Regions from separate parts of the Mus musculus genome. Here regions 1 and 3 are each linked to region 2. The links are chromatin contacts, called in public promoter capture Hi-C maps. All regions are on one chromosome and are shown on one strand. Each heading gives the region's core, a stretch centred on a gene start, on an enhancer-like site or on the middle of the called end of the contact. The rest is flanking DNA. Distances are from core to core; before and after follow the strand shown.

Region 1 (3,475 bases), core at 73-2,572, 2.7 Mb after region 2:
GTTGTTCTTATTGGATCCACATGAACTTAAGTTTAGATTCCACTTAATAAATGGAGAGAAAAGTTCTTTGAGAGAACACAGTACCAAACACAAGACCAAAAAAGAAAAAAGGGAGGGGGAGGCACCAGAATCCGTGAATGCTCAAAGGCAAAAGGCAAGAAATAATGAAGCATGCTGCGGGCCAATCAGCACGCAAGAAGAGTTCTACCCTGAAAAAAAAGGGGAACAAAGTTTAGAAACTTCCAAGCCCTTGCATTTAAATGTCTCCTGAAACTTTTGCCCACATACCAGTTCTTCTAAGAGTTCTGCTCCATCAGTCTCCACAGATGGCTTTAAATCCCCCCGGGCCTCAAAGCATTGTTCTAAAGAAACCCCCACAAAGCCCGGGAGCTGAGGACCCCGTGAGCAATTGACACCCACGACCCTGCGCTTTGCCTACAAGGCTTTTCTTGGCCTCTCCCAGGACCAAGCTGCCGATGCAGCGCAAGCTCAGAGAGGGCAAGGCTCCCAACTGTTGCATCGCAGGACGACTGCAAAAGAGAAAGTCAACCCACCCCGGGGGTGCTTCGGATCTCCACGGAGAAAAAAGGGAGGAAGAAAGAAAACAAACACCGGTCGAGTTTTTTTTTTCTTTTTTTAAATATTTATTTCAATTGTTTTTGCATCTGACCGGGGCTCTCCGGGACCCGCCGGCTCCGCGCCTGGGCGTCGCTGGAGTAGAGCCTGCACCTGTCACTTCGCTCGGGAGCAGGAGCCCCACCCGCCCGACACCTGTCAAGCCGCAGCCCAGACCCCTTCGGGATGCCCTCCCCGTCGCCCGCGAGCCCGGGACCGTGTCAGCGCGCCGCCGCCACCCCCGCAGAGATGGGGGACCAAGGGGACCCCGGAGACCCGGGGCGCCGCTCCTACCGCCAGCCCGGCCCCGCCGAGATGCGCCCGCCCGGCGTCCCCGCCGGGATGCACCCGGCGTCCCCGCTCCCTTCCCTTCCCTTCTCTCCGGCCCGCGGCGGCCGCGCTCCTCACCTGGCCAGGGGCAGCTCTTCGGGGCCGCTGTCCTGCGCGGGGTCGTCCTCCCGAGGCGGCGGCGGCGGCGGTGGCGGGGGCTCGGCGGCCGCGGCTCTGCGCGGGGCTTTGGGCGGCATGACGCGCAGCGCGGGCCGGCGCGAGCAGCCGAGGGAGGCGCGCGGGGAGGCGGGCGGGCGCGCGCGCACGCCGGGCACGCCCCGTCCTCACCCGACTCCCGTTACAAAAATAATGGGAACGTCCCCCGAGGAAAACCGGACGCGCCCGGCAACCGAGCGCCCGGGCCAACCGCGGGAAAACGTCACTTCCGCCCGCGGCGTCACGTCCGCGAGGCTCGCGGGCCGCGGGCGTCAGTGGGGAACCGGGGCGGCGGTGGCGGCGGCGGCGGGCAAGGGCGAGGGCGAGGGCGAGGGCGCGGGCGGGAAGCCGCGGGGAAGCCGCGCCTGCCCGGGCCTGTCTCCGCCCGCGTCGTCCCCGTGGGCGGCGCCAGCCGAGGCGGGGCCGGCCCGCTGCGAGGAGCCGCGGCCTCTGGGAGAACGCTGGACAGGGCGCGCCCCTCGCCCGGCCCGCGCGGCCGGCAAAACAAAAACAAACGTGCCGGGCCAGTGGGAGGTGGGCTCGGCCCGGGTGGGCGGTCCAGGGTGGGGCCATTGGTGGCCTTCTGGAGACAAGGGAAGATGGGCGATGCACGCACAGACTATAGTCTTTTGATGGGGAAACAGGAGGCGCGGTCCGAGCGGGACAGATCTTAGCGGGAAAGTAGCTTTTGAAAACCAGTTTGCCAGGCGGACCCGACTTTGAAAAATCGCTTACAAACGCGTTTGAGACGAAAGCAGAAAACCAGTTGGCCGTGTTCATGCGCACGATCCGGCCTCCTTTCATAATGGTTTCTCCGAGACAGCCGGTCAAACTGGGAAGGTCGGCATTCCACTTTTGCGGGTTGGAAGTGGGGAGTTCGGGGAGCCAATTTGCCCGCGTCACATAGCAGGTCCCTGGCAGAGGACTCGAACCCAAGTAATATTTGTCTGACCATGTCGCCGACGCACAGACACCGGAAAAGAGCATACTTTATACTAGAACTACCTACCGCCACCAAAAGCTGGCTCAGCAATGGTAGCTTTTCTAGTTACGTTTTACCTGTCAGTCAACATAATTTTCTCCCTTTGTCAGTCCTTATTCATACAACTCACTAATTGAAGTGCTGTGAATAAAATACAGTTGTTGTTCTGGTGTAAACTATCTTGGAACAGCTGAGCAAGGACTGAGGAATCGAGAACTTAATTGGGTAGGTTGCAAGCCTGGGCTTATTTTCTGCCTTGATGTCAGATGAGTGAAGGATACATGGGCCTCCTTCAATTTTCAGACTTGCCTAACTTCAGAAGCCTTCTAGAGACCAAATGTTTGTCAGGAGGTAGAGCCCCAGGCCCTGATGCAGCCACGGAGAATGAATGGAATTAAAATAGCACTTGAGTTCACTTTGTCCCAGATTTAGGCAAGAGCTCAGGCTACATACAGTCTAGGTTTGGTGAAGATAAAAGATAGACTGTGGGAGCCTGATCAAATAATATACAGAAATGATACAGTCCTGCCTCATAATTATCAGAGAATGTGACACTTGGCCAATTGATGCCACCTTGGTATTTGTGGCAAGCTACTCTTAAGTTTGAGACAGAATGGCAAAGGAACTTGGGTCCTCAGACGCGTAACAGAGCTGGTGACCGGTCATCTCTGCTGGTACTGACCTCAAATCAGCTGATGGTCAGCTATTTGTGTCAGAAGTCATTGTAACATGTTTCCCCCATAAGCCCCTTTCAACACACAGATCAAAGTTGAGCCTGACCTGGTAGCTCAGGCCCATAATGCTCAGAGCCTAAGGCAAGAAAATCCCAAGTTTAAGACAGGCTTTGGCTATAGAGTGAGTTGAACTCCAACCCGGGCAACTTAGTAAGACTCTGTTTTATAATAAAAAGTGAAAAGTCTGGGATATAACTTAATAGTAAAATGCTTACCTAGCATGTGAGGAACAGTGATTCCAATACTCAGGGACAAAGAGAGAGAGGCAGAGGCAGAGACAGAGAGAGACATCATTACAGCCTTAGAATCTAATAAGGCATTGGCCACATGAGAACACAGGACAGCCAAGGAAAGGCTGGGGACTTACATTAGCTCTGCATGTGTAGATATGACTTGTTTTATTTGAACCTAGTTCATCAATACGATTGCAAATGAGTTTTTTTTTTTCAATTCTTGATCATGAATGTAAAAACCTGTTTCAAAAAATAAATAAATAAATGGGGCAGCGCTGGGAATGTAGCCCAGGAGAGGGGGTGTGTGCGGAGGGGATTTGGTGGTGAAGGAGAAATGGAGGCAGGGAAGGAATTTGAAAAGGCATTTAAAGTGTTTGTGTTTCTGGTAGTTTGCCACCTGGCTATTGGACACCTCCTTCCTCAGA
Region 2 (3,125 bases), core at 416-2,915:
TTTCTGTACTCAGAGTGTAAGCATCAAGGACGCTTAGGGCTGTCCCCACTGCCAACCCTCCTTGACAATTGAGCTGTGTCCAGAAGGATGAATTAGTGTATCAGATTGCTTTCTAAGATGACACTTGTTTTTATTTGGGACAGGAAGGAGAAGAAAAGGTGAAAAGGTCATTTTGGAAACTCCCTCTTGGGGGTACCCTAGGCCCTGTTCCTCACAGCAGAGCTGGACAGTGGGGGGAGGGGAGGTTACAGAAGTGCCTCCCTCTCCTTTAACCAGTTCTCCTAAGGCTGAGCCAATTGATATGAACAATAGCAGCCTAGCATGGTGATTTCATCCCAGCACTCGGGAGGCAGAGGCGGGTGGATCTCTGAGTTCGAGGCCAGCCTGGTCTACAGAGGGAGTTAAAGAATACAGGGCTACATAGAGACAACCTGTCTCAAACAAACAAACACCAAACACCAAAAACAATGAAGGTTCTGACTGGGGGGGGGGGGGGGGCGTCAGACCTAAGATTGTTTCTCAGGACACAATTTGATAGACTAAACCCATCAATTAGACAGTGTTCTTATACAATGAGAAAAAAATAATTAACTTTTCAAATAGCTTCTTGCAAGGCTGCTGAATGAAGTGACCAGGGACATGCACTTCCAGAAAAAAGGGGCCTAAACACAAACTGAGAGAGAGAGAGAGAGAGAGAGAGAGAGAGAGGAGAGAGAGGAGAGAGAGAAGGTAAAAGAGAGAGCGCAAGCAAGCTAGCTTTGCATGGAAACAACTCTTCCATTCAAAGCCCCTCCGGCAGGCTGAAGTCCCTAACTCAAGGTCAGCTGGCTCAGTGGCTTGAGATAAGCCTGCAGAGGGCTACTTCCGGGTTCTCGCGACCACCCACCCCTGCAAAGGTCTCTATCACCTTCTTCCTGGGACTTATGTCACTCAGGGCTGCAACTCCCATGCTAAGAGGGAACTCAGTGCGGGAACCCCTGCTCCCAGTAGTTGTCTGGCAGCTAAGAGAGGAAGGGGAAGGCTGTTGTCAATCCCAGGTGAGGAGGAATGGAGGAACGTCAGGAACGAGAAAGGAAGGCTGCCGGGCGGAGGAGGAGGCGTGGGGGCAGATCTGGGAGAAAGGGCTGGTGACAAGGGAACCTTTGGGGAGAGAAGAGTTACAAAGCTAGCGGAAGCTCTCGAGGCACAGGGAACGTTAAAGAAGCCGAGCGGAGCGCAGGCTCGGGGGACCGAGTCGCAGGTCAGGGAGTGGGACACAGGAAGCACAACAGGAAGCAGTGCGGAGGCCGGATCGAGGGATCGGGACTCAGGATCAAGGGAGCATGGCTCAGGATCACGAGAGTCGGGCTTAGGATCAGAAGAGCGAGGCGCAAGATCGAGGGAGCCGGTCGGTCTGGAGAGAACCCCGGAGCTAGGCGCTCCTGGCGGCCGCGACGCGGGACTGTACCCGAAGACGAAGCCCGGAAGCGGCGTCGGGGCCAGGGGAGGGGCCCTGCCCAAGGGGCCCGCACCTCACCCGCCCGCCCCCCTGCCCGCGCCCGCCCCTCCGGTCCGACCAGGGCCCGGCCTCACCGCCCCCACGGCCTCCTGCAGCAGTGCCCCGAGCCGGCTCAGCATGATGGCGGCCCGGCCCGGCTCGCGGCCCGGCTCCCGGTGGCGGCGCAGCGGTGGCGGAGGAGGCGGCCCAACGGGCGGGAGGCGGGACCCGGCTCTGAAACCCCGCCCCTGCCGGAGGGCTCGGGGGCGCTCTAAGCCCAGGGCTGGGCAGGTCCTGATGGAGGGCGGTGGGGAGCACCCTGGGAGCTGATGACCTAAGATTCCTTTGAGTAACACCCAGAGACTTCTAATTCCTCGTGCACCCTCACAATCCTACCAACACAGTAGCCCTGGACACACACGGCTCTGGAGTGTTTAAAATGACCTGGCCCTGACAAGCTGTGTCAAGGACACTCCAGAAGGCAAAGACATAGTGGGAAGAATTGACGACATGTTTAAATGTAATGGATTAGGAATATTGGAATAGGTTATGGCTAATATTAATTTCACCCTGTTGTTCAGTACTTTTATAAAAAAAAAAAAAAAGGTCGTTATTGGAAAAGATGTCCTCTAAGGTTTGCTGTTTGATTAGGAATTGATCCGAAGAGTCCCAGCAAAATCTGTCTCATGTCCCCCGCTCTGGAGGGAAAGAAAGCAATTGGGGTACACCTGCAATCAATCCCAGCACTCAGTAGTATCAACAATTCAAGGAGGTAGTGAGATCCCGTACCAAACACATACACACACACACACACTGACACACACACTCCGAACACAAAGATACATGCATACATACACACACACATACCACTCACACAATTACAACACACTGACACCACACACACATACACACACACACCACTGAGAGAGAGAGAGAGAGAGAGAGGTTGAAGACACGAACTGTTTAAAACAAAAACCAAAGCAAACAATAAAAAACAAGGGCTGCATGAGGCTCTTGGTTCAATCCTCAGTATCAGATAAGTAAATAGATAGATGGATAAATAATACATAAATTATATAAAAATTATGTAAATGTATATAGGTATTTACATAAATTATAAATGATTAAATTACTTACATCTATCTTAAATATCCAGGATATCCTAAAACTCACCATTATTTTTGTTCCAAGGCTGGAGATTATAGGCTTGTGTTACCATACCTGGGCTGCACTATAAATTCCAGGCCAGTCTTAGAAACATAGTGAGACATTAAAAACAAGAGTTGGGCCGGGCATGGTGGCACACGCCTTTAATCCCAGCACCCGGGAGGCAGAGGCAGGCGGATTTCTGAGTTCAAGGCCAGCCTGGTCTACAAAGTGAGTTCCAGGACAGCCAGGGCTATACAGAGAAACCCTGTCTCGAAAAAACAAAAACAAAAAACAAAAAAACAAAAAAACATGTAAATTGCACTTGATGTCACATGCCTTTGATCCCAGCACTCAGGGAGTAGAAGCAGGCAGATCTCTACTAGTTCAAGGCCAGCCTGGTCTACAGAGCAAATTCTAGGACACAGAAACCATGTCTTGAAAATGAAAAAGGAAAAGGAAACAGAGTTGACACATTGTTTTTTTTTTAATTATCAGATAT
Region 3 (3,507 bases), core at 273-2,772, 2.4 Mb after region 2:
GTACTATTCTCCATGGAATGAAAACAAGAAGAAATTCATCTGGCATGCTGTTGATCAAATTAAGTTCAAGTATGTTCCTGTAGGAAGCTCAGGAAAGACTGATTCAGCCTGGGTTAATTAGTTACCCTTTATCTGTCTATCCTTTCTTAGGGGAGAAAGCAGAACACAGCTCTTATATAAATTCAGTCCATATTTTCCTTAGAGGGATAAGGATCCAGTGAAAACAATTTCTCTTGAAAAGCAGGGTGAGACATTAGATCCAGTCTTAGCCATCTTCTATACCTGTGGTATGTTTGTAACTTGGCACACATCTCTTGAATGACCTTACAAGGTTGTGAAACCAAAGAAATATGACAGCCTTGACAGGTACTAGCACACAGTGAGCTTAATGGTAACATATTTAGAACCTTCTAGAGTCTCTGCTTCTCTAGTTCCTACCTTCCCAAGCCATGGAAACAAATCTACTTACTTCAAGCATTAGTGAACTGAAGCTTCCGAGTATGGTCGCATCTCAAGGGTTGAAGTGGTTAAGGTAGATGACAAAGACTTCTAAAATTCTTATATGCCCCATAAATTAGCTCTATAAGCTATTTACAGAGTTAAAAAAAAAGACTTGCCTTTGATTGCATCTTCTTATTTCTTCATTCATATTACTCTCAGGTACATGTAAAAGACTAGAAAGTATTCAAACAGCTTATTTAACTTTTTTAACTGACTATTCATTAACATCACCTGGGAATTAATAGTAGACAAAAACACATTAAAGACTGGCCAATACCAGAAAATCCGTTTTTGAGGGGTTGTTTTCTAATCTCCTAAGATGAAGTGTTTCTGACTGAGGTGCAGCCCAAGCTAAAAATCGCCAATGGATGTTCCCAAATGAATGGGTTCCAAGCACACAGCCCTCCACACATGTGAATTCCCCAGTGTACCTCTGAACCAAATCACTGAAGTATGCCTTCTCAGATGGACTCTTCTCTCTTCCAAAAGCAAAGCTTCGGAGTAGAAAAAGGTCTTACAGAATAAAATGACCGAATCTATGCAAAATAGGAAAGAATCTAAATGGTAAAATCTATATGCTAAAAGAAGTGCCTCATATAGCAATTTACAATTACAATTTTATAGAATTCGTGGTAGTGTGGATAAAGTGCACGCTTTAAAGGAAAAAAATAATATCTGCTCTTATTTTATATATACAACTATGAGAGAAAGCTAAAAATTATATGCACCTCAAAAAGGAAGGAAATACCCCAACTGACAATCAAGCCTTGTGGTGGTATTTTCTACAGTCTACAATATTTTTGTACTTTTTCCAGTTTACCACATAAGATGGTAGAACAAACACTGATAGTTGAACAAATTAAGCTTACTTTCCACATGCCATTCCTGTACTCATCCTCAAAGCACAGTTCTCAGTAACAAATGAACACAAAGGGAAACCTACCTGTGCCTCTGCCTTCGGTCGCCCTGGCGTCTGCTCTGACTCCAGGCTTCTCGCCCCATAGAATGCAGCTTGTTTATTTAAAACAAAAGTGAAACAAACACTGTTTTATGAACAGTGTCAGCCAATAGCAAGGCGAGAAGTCACTTGGGTCAGCAGGACCTCAGCTTTGTGGCACTGTCATGGGTGTGGGTGCTTGAGTTCTTTCTTCAGAAGTCAGAGAATTTCCAGTTTGTGACTGTCAACCTCTTTCAAGTCACCCTAGAATTGCCCTGCCGCTAATGATTGGTTTTTGCTGGGGTTTTTCTTTTCTTTCTTTTCTTTCTTTCCTTCCCCCCCCCCCCCTTTCCATCGGGATCTTTTGCAGGATGTGATGGGCAGGGAGCTGGGGGGAGGGGGAGGTTAAGTGGCTGTTATTTCTCCAAAAGGGCTTCTGTTCCCATGCCCAACCCATCAGTGCAGCGCTCTGTAGCCTGCTTTAGAGCACTCTCACCACTCTCTGATGCTCTCACATTCTCACTTACTCCACTGAAAAGTCTCTGCAAAGGTCACCGATGGTCTCAAGGTTCATGTAATGTGTTCTTTCTCCGTTTTCCTCTTCCTTTCTCTCTTGTTTGAATAGCTAATTGTGGAGACTTGTTCTCAATCTGCCTCGCTCTTTTTTCCAACTTTCAGAATGGTTCGTTCTCCTTTGCCTCCTGAGACTGAGTGACAAATCTCTCCCACGGGTTCAGGTGCTTGAACGCTGGGTCTCCAGTCAGTGGTGTTATTCAGGGAGGTGGTGCAGCCTCACAGGAGGGGATGTGGCACCACCGGAAGTGGCCTGTGAGCATTTATCCCCTCAGTCCAGTTCTCATACTGCTCTCTCTGGTTCACATTTGCAGATACAGATGTGATCTCTCAGCTTCCTTCCCTGGGCACTCACCACCATGCCTCCCAGGTCATATGGACTGTCTGAAATTTAAATCCCAATAAATTCTTTCCTTGTGTTGCCATTGTTCCTGATATTTTACTATAGCAACAGACTAATACCTATTACACCCCCTTTTCAGATTGCTCATTTCCTATTAATTTTTCCAGGTGCAAGTTTTTCCTAAAGATTTCTGCCGTCTTTGTTTCTTCTTCTCTTGCCTATGTATAACTTATCCTCAGCGAAATCCATTTTAAAATCTATACTGCATCAAAATGACCCCAAATACTCAATATGATTTTGAAACAGAACAATTAACCTAAAATTCTCAAACTTCATAATTGCAAAACAACACACTACTTAGCAATTATAACAGTCTAGTTGTTTGGGTTTCTTTTTTTCCAATCAATGGCCTTTCTCTACAAAAAGGATAAACAGGCTGAGAAAGAAATTAGGGAAACAACACCCTTCACAATAGTCACAAATAACATAAAATACCTTGGTGTGACTCTAACTAAGGAAGTGAAAGATCTGTATGATAAGAACTTCAAGTCTCTGAAGAAGGAAATTAAAGATCTCAGAAGATGGAAAGATCTCCAATGCTCATGGATTGGCAAGATCAATATAGTAAAGATGGCTATCTTGCCAAAAGCAATCTACAGATTCAATGCAATCCCTATCAAAATTCCAACTCAATTCTTCAACGAATTAGAAAGGGCAATCAGCAGATTCATCTGGAATAACAAAAAACCTAGGATAGCAAAAACTCTTCTCAATGATAAAAGAACCACTGGTGGAATCACCATGCCTGACCTAAAGCTTTACTACAGAGCAATTGTGATAAAAACTGCATGGTACTGGTATAGCGATAGACAAGTAGACCAATGGAATAGAATTGAAGACCCAGAGATGAACCCACACACCTATGGTCACTTGATCTTTGACAAGGGAGCTAAAATCATCCAGTGGAAAAAAGACAGCATTTTCAACAAATGTTGCTGGCACAACTGGCAGTTATCATGTAGAAGAATACAAATAGATCTATTCTTATCGCCTTGTCAAGTCCAAGTGGATTAAGGAACCCCACATAAAACCAGAGACACTGAAACTTATAGAGGAGAAAGTGGGGAAAAGCCTCGAAGATATGGGCACAGGG

What was found. Promoter capture Hi-C pulls out the DNA fragments that hold promoters and counts their contacts.
Region 1: a contact with region 2 is called in a promoter capture Hi-C map of pre-B cells, with 10 times the contacts expected there. The contact joins the promoter of Rb1 here to the promoter of Fam160b2 in region 2. A contact is called at or near these places in 1 of 39 promoter capture datasets (pre-B cells), 1 of 484 Hi-C or Micro-C datasets (B cells), 3 of 115 datasets of contacts at active chromatin or transcription factors (astrocytes, embryonic forebrain and large pre-B cells) and 1 of 9 other capture datasets (adipose tissue).
Region 3: a contact with region 2 is called in a promoter capture Hi-C map of pre-B cells. The contact joins the promoter of Cysltr2 here to the promoter of Fam160b2 in region 2. A contact is called at or near these places in 2 of 39 promoter capture datasets (liver and pre-B cells).

The regions. Positions count from the first base shown.
Region 1 is chr14:73,324,500-73,327,974 of GRCm38.p6, forward strand. Rb1 (RB transcriptional corepressor 1) reads right to left here and starts at 1,323. Exons shown (of 27, transcript NM_009029.3): 1 at 1,024-1,323. The coding sequence starts at 1,142.
Region 2 is chr14:70,598,170-70,601,294 of GRCm38.p6, forward strand. Fam160b2 (family with sequence similarity 160, member B2) reads right to left here and starts at 1,666. Exons shown (of 17, transcript NM_194345.1): 1 at 1,573-1,666. The coding sequence starts at 1,617.
Region 3 is chr14:73,047,592-73,051,098 of GRCm38.p6, forward strand. Cysltr2 (cysteinyl leukotriene receptor 2) reads right to left here and starts at 1,523. Exons shown (of 5, transcript NM_001162412.1): 1 at 1,445-1,523; 2 at 933-1,037.